Linked DNA regions of Mus musculus: region 1 is linked to region 2. A link is a contact called in public Hi-C data. All regions are on one chromosome and are shown on one strand. The core of a region is the stretch at or near the end of the contact, and the rest is flanking DNA. Distances in the headings are between cores, read along the strand shown.

Region 1 (2,724 bases), core at 9-2,508, 240 kb after region 2:
TTATAAAAAAGAACTTCTGGCTCTCCCCGAAGCTGCCCTTGCTCAGACTCTCTGCTTCCTCCCCTACTTCAGGAGGAATATCCTCCCCAACATTACCACCTCCTACCTCAAGTCGTGCATTTATAATGCGCGGACGGATCCCTTCTGCCCCATATTCCGTCTTGGCCAAATCGTGGCGGATGCGGGCCACAGCTTTCAGGAGATGGCAGTGGAGGTAGGTGCCAGCATGGTTTTCCTCGCATCTTACCTGCCCCAGGATCCCGGCCCCAGCGTGAGCTTGAGTTCCGAAAGCCTCCCCTGCTTTCCCCACAGGGAGGCATCATGGGTATCCAGATCAAGTGGGACTGCAACCTTGACAGAGCTGCCTCCCACTGCCTGCCCAGATATTCCTTCCGGCGCCTCGACACTCGGGACTTAGAACACAACGTGTCTCCTGGCTACAATTTCAGGTACCGCTCACGCGTTGGGAGGATGCGTACATGTGGTTCAAGCCCAGGGCACATCCTGAGACCTGTCTCACTAAAATATAAGAGGCTGCACTGAGCCGGGCGGTGGTGGCACACGCCTTTAATCCCAGCACTTGGGAGGCAGAAGCAGGCGGATTTCTAGGTTCGAGGCCAGCCTGGTCTACAAAGTGAGTTCCGGGGCAACCAGGGCTATACAGAGAAGCCCTGTCTCGAAAAGAAAAAAAAAAAAAAAAAAAAAAAAAAAAGAGGCTGCACTGAAACTAGCCAGCTGAAGATGCTGCTGTATCTGTTTCCCCGGGCTCTAGTAACAGATGACACCGAACAGCTCGAAACAACAGAATTTTATTCTTCGATAGTTCTGAAACCAGAAGTCTGTAGGATTATGTTGCTGTGAACTCTGCGGTCTGATGCCGTAAACTCCTGAACCCCCACCATCACCCCAAGTGCTGGGATTAGAGGTGTGCACCCGCCACACCCACCTTCTCTCTTCTATTTATGGACGGCTAGGAACTTGCTGTGTAGACCGGGTTGGTTCGATCTTCTCTTCAAGAACATTAGATTTAGGGTTAACCTTAATCTGGCATGACCTCTCTTTAACTAATTACATCTGCAAAATAAGATCACCTTTGCAGGTGGAGATGAATTTGAGAAGGGACACTATTAAATCCAGGACACCTGGGAATGTGAGCGAGGCCTGGGAACACCATTGCCATTTTTCAAAAGCAGCCAAATCCTGTGTACAGTTAACGAGCATTTATTTGCTAGGTCAGTTTTCAAAGTTGCCCTTGACTCCCTCTAGTGGTAGCTTGTGGTATCAAATTTGCGTGGGGTAGTAAGAAGGCTTTCTTGAGACTAGGGCAGCTATTCGAACTCCCCCCAACCCCCACACCAGGGTGGGGTCAGATTTGTATGGTTCTGTCTCTGTCTCAGGGTTCTTAGGGGCCACGGTGGAGACCTAAAGCTTGGAATCCTAGAACTGAGAAGTTGACGGATCTCACACACACCCAGACCGTAGCCAGCACCAGTCTCACCTGAGGGTCCCAAGCCTGGACCAATAGCATAGAAGCTGTGGCACAGATAAATCCCAGACTTGAGATTCTGATAGAAAGCTAACTAAGGCTGGGGCCGGGCAGAGCGGTGATAGGGGCAAGGTTTCTTCGGAGAATCTCCATATTGCATATTTAGGAACTAATTGACCTTTTAGTTTCCCGGGACAGCTGGGATTACAGACTTCCCTGGTTTGCATTCTGTAGCCTGGAGGGTGAGCTGAGTTGGTGTCTTATCTCAATTGTGTATCTCAATCCAGCCAATGAGACTAAAATGGCAGGTGGTAGCCAGGGGGGGAGCCCAGAGGCGTGGTGTATCCCACCTGGAGCCAAGCTCCAGCCGGGCTGTGAGCCCCGGGGCTGGCTCAGTCCCCATCCTTCCATGCAGTCTTGTAGATCCCCACTGGCTGACAAGTTCTGTTAGTGCACAGGGTCCCCTGGAGAGAGGCAGGGGATGATGATATGACCCAGCTGTATCATCAGGAAGGCCGTTCAGAGCAAAAGGGCTCCCATCCTGGGGTAGGATGCTGGTGGCAGAGGAGTCCCTCTGCTCCTCCGGGAGGGGTCCTGGCTCCTCCTGCTACATTGCCTCACATTAACTAGGAGGCTGACCTGGGGGGGGGAGGGTGCTTGGTGTCTGCGAAGCCACTGGAGCAACTCGTTAACCAAGACAAGTTGTGCTCAGGGACTTGGGTCCTGCGCTAACAGTCCCTGCCTGGGACCCCAAGATCTGCACTTATTCTCCACCCTACCCTCTTTTCCTCCAGGTTTGCCAAGTACTACAGGGACCTTGCTGGCAATGAGCAACGCACACTCACCAAGGCATATGGCATCCGCTTTGACATCATCGTGTTTGGAAAGGTAGGCCCTCCTCTGAACCCTGCTTGGAGAGAGAAAGCCTCCCACTGTCCTATTTTCTGTCATCACCCCCATTAGAACACTTTGGTTCTCCTCCTGTCTTCCGCCAGGCTGGCAAGTTTGACATCATCCCAACCATGATCAATGTTGGCTCTGGCTTGGCGCTCCTAGGGGTGGTGAGTGTTTTAGAGCGGTTTCCTTGTCTGGACCTTTCTTACTCGTCAGCAGCTTAGTGAGCAAGCGCTGGCCTTCCCCTAAACCTCAGACTTGACTCTAGACTGGATGCCGTTTGGGGTGAGGAGAAAGATTCCCTAGAAATCCCACCTCTGAGACCAAGCCGGTTGGTCTCAGTC
Region 2 (2,756 bases), core at 97-2,596:
AAAGATTTATTTTATATATGTGAGTACACTGTTGCCACTGTTTTGAGACACACCAGAAGAGAGCATCAGATCCGATAACAGATGGTTGTGACCCACCATGTAGTTGCTGGGAATTGAACTCAGGACCTCTGGAAAGGCAGTCAGTAATCTTAACCATCTTTCCAGCCCTAGAGGTGTATTTTTTTCTCTCTCTCTCTCCTCTGAGACAGGGTCTGTCTATGTAGCCCTGGCTGGCATCGAACCTAGAGATCCACCTTCCTTTCCTGTCTGCCAACTGCTGGAATGAAAGGTGTGCTTGACCACTATAAGGATTGGATTCTTTCTAGAATTCCATGGGTGGTAGATTTTTCTGAAGCCATGGGCCTATTTTATAGTCCCGTTTATTGGGTGAGTAATTTCCTGTATTTTAAAATCCTTCATATATTAAGAATATGGGGTGCTGTTTTCTGTGTCACTACTTCTTCAAGCATTGTTGTTTCTGAGCCAAGGTCTCCATGGGCCATAGCTGTCCAAAGATTTGGCGGACTCTACATTTGCATGTTAAAACTAAGCGTGGGCCATACTTTCTCCTGCACGGAAAGGAGTATTGTTTGTAATTCAACTTGTGCTGGATCATGGTGACATACAAAGAACTTCAGTTAACAGTTTAAAAGACAAAATAAAAACATATATCAGACTCATGAATAAAGAGGCAACACCTGATGCCAGGTAAGGTAGCACAAGCTTTTAACCCCAGCTCTTGGGAGGCAGGTAGATCTCCATGGTGTTCAAAGACAGTCTAGGCTGGTTTACATAGTGAATTTCAGGCAGACAGGGCTGAACTGAATCTATCCATTCATTTTCCTCTGCTGACTTACTTCTTACATCACTTTTCAGCCTTTTAGCTAAGATCAAGTGTAAAAATTTAATACAAGGCAGGCTACCAAGGTGATTCAGCAGCTAAAATCGACTGCCACCAAGCCTGACAACTGGAAGTCTAATCCCTAGGACCCATACTGTATAAGACAGTGAACTCCTAACTTGTTCTCTTATCATTCTTGTACATATATACCCCCACACACACACACACATACACACATGAACATGGACACAGACACAGAAATACAATTAAAAAAACAATATGGGGAGAATACTCATAACCACAGGTTCAGATTCTGAAAAGAACTTTTTGGAACAGTCTCTATTACATTTTCTTGCATACCAGAAATACTAGCTCCCACAAGATCGTCTCTGTGGAAAGACATGAAGGAAGTATGCCCGAATTAGTTTTTATAACCCACTATGTGCTAGCATTCTCTCGGCTAGAAAGCCTTTGCATCATCTTGGCCAACCCATGACCTTGTTTTACCAAGGCCAGGAAGTAGAGAGTTTTACTTCAGGAAGCTCAATTAATGAAAGACTTCCTCTAGCTTGTTATGACTGCTTCACATCTTTTGCTAAGGGTCTATTTGGTTGCACATCAGGACAGATCTATTAAGGAGCTTTAAAAAATAAATCTATGAAAGTAAAGATCTGTCTAATATTTTTCAAAGGAAAAATAACAATTGTCTTTACGCCACAGGCTCCTGTGAGTTTCAGACAGGGCTCTGCCTGGGAAGCAGGCAAGGAAACACTGCTGATCACATCCAGTGATGTTCCCTAATGGGCGAGTGAGCGCCTGAGGGCACGTGGTAGTGGAAAGTTCTTATTCTTGCCAAGGGAGTGCTCTGCAATTTTTTCCTCCACATTTTTTTTCCTCTCTTTGGGCTGAGGCAGGAAGAATGAGAGCATGTGTTATAAACCTCCTTCCATTTGCTTAACACCTGACACTGCTCACGTGTAGTTCTTGGCTCTGTAAGTTCTTAGCTCTTTCCTTTCCATAACAATACTGATTTTCACTCTGAAGAAAAATACAATTTAAAGGTTAGTCTACCAAGAATACAGTTAAGAGTCAGTTTTTAAAAGTTATTTTTGCGATAATTTATAAATGAATGGAAGTTTTCTTTACCTTACAAGGAGATTTAAGTAAGAATACTTAAACATCTTTTTTACTTAAGGTAAACATAAATAATAATATATGCAAGGAAAACAGTTTACGTATACATGTATGTGGGTGAATAAAAAGTATTTTATTTTAGCTGGGTGCAGTGGTGCATGCCTTTAATCCCAAGCACTTGGGGTTGGGGTGGGCTGGACATGTACCTCAACAGGTGGAGTTCAGAAAGCCCTGAAACTGAACGTTGAGCTATGAACATCTTTCACTTCTGGAGGTCAAATTAATACATGGAAGCAGGAATTACACCATTCTATCCTCACATCCCAGCCACCTCCCCAAATCCTCTACATGTTCTAACACAAGAAAAGCTTAAACACTGTATTTTTCCAAGTCACAATATCTTAGCAAAAGTGACCCCTTTCCTGTGGTTGTTGTTGGTTTTGTTTTTTTTTTTTTTCTTTTTAAAGCTGTTTTTTTCCCCAAAAGTCTTAACCTCCATGGCAAGAATGGAAAGACTGACACTGACTATTAGTCATGAAGCGGGAGGAGTGATTACAGGAAATCAGGAAATGCCAGCCCCGTGTAATCAGGTCAAGCTTCAAGATCAACTGGTCTGTCATGGTCTGAGGGTGTGTGGAGGTGGGGAACCTCCCATAGTCCTTCACCTCTCAGTGTCTTATGACCTGTCCTCACAGTGTTAAAGGGTCTTGACCTCAAAGCACTCTGCTTAATATATCTACACTCATTTTTCAAAAGTACTTTGTACTTTCAAAAGAGATTC

Evidence for each region. Hi-C and Micro-C count contacts between places; a contact is called where the count stands out from the background.
Region 1: a contact with region 2 is called in a Hi-C map of bone marrow-derived macrophages, with 48 read pairs. The contact joins two enhancer-like sites. A contact is called at or near these places in 9 of 39 promoter capture datasets (the C10 cell line, the HPC-7 cell line, cranial neural crest and 4 more), 2 of 15 datasets of contacts at CTCF or cohesin (the NIH/3T3 cell line and large pre-B cells), 59 of 484 Hi-C or Micro-C datasets (the 3T3-L1 cell line, the AML12 cell line, B cells and 41 more), 11 of 115 datasets of contacts at active chromatin or transcription factors (astrocytes, bone marrow-derived macrophages, cardiomyocytes and 8 more) and 3 of 9 other capture datasets (adipose tissue, liver and pancreatic islet).

Annotation. Positions count from the first base shown.
Region 1 is chr5:122,724,918-122,727,641 of GRCm38.p6, forward strand. It overlaps P2rx4 (purinergic receptor P2X, ligand-gated ion channel 4), which reads left to right. Exons shown (of 12, transcript NM_011026.3): 7 at 73-214; 8 at 313-449; 9 at 2,281-2,374; 10 at 2,482-2,547. It also overlaps a transcript of Camkk2 not described here. Among named protein-coding and RNA genes, the nearest start is that of P2rx4, 19 kb to the left of the region's middle. Within about 2 kb of position 1,259, at least 15 of the 459 cell types and tissues checked have an H3K27ac peak or open chromatin away from gene starts, as enhancers often do. A contact at or near this core is called in bone marrow-derived macrophages, where this site is marked.
Region 2 is chr5:122,480,360-122,483,115 of GRCm38.p6, forward strand. All of the region lies in intron 5 of Atp2a2 (ATPase, Ca++ transporting, cardiac muscle, slow twitch 2), which reads right to left. Among named protein-coding and RNA genes, the nearest start is that of Atp2a2, 20 kb to the right of the region's middle. Within about 2 kb of position 1,347, at least 26 of the 459 cell types and tissues checked have an H3K27ac peak or open chromatin away from gene starts, as enhancers often do. A contact at or near this core is called in bone marrow-derived macrophages, where this site is marked.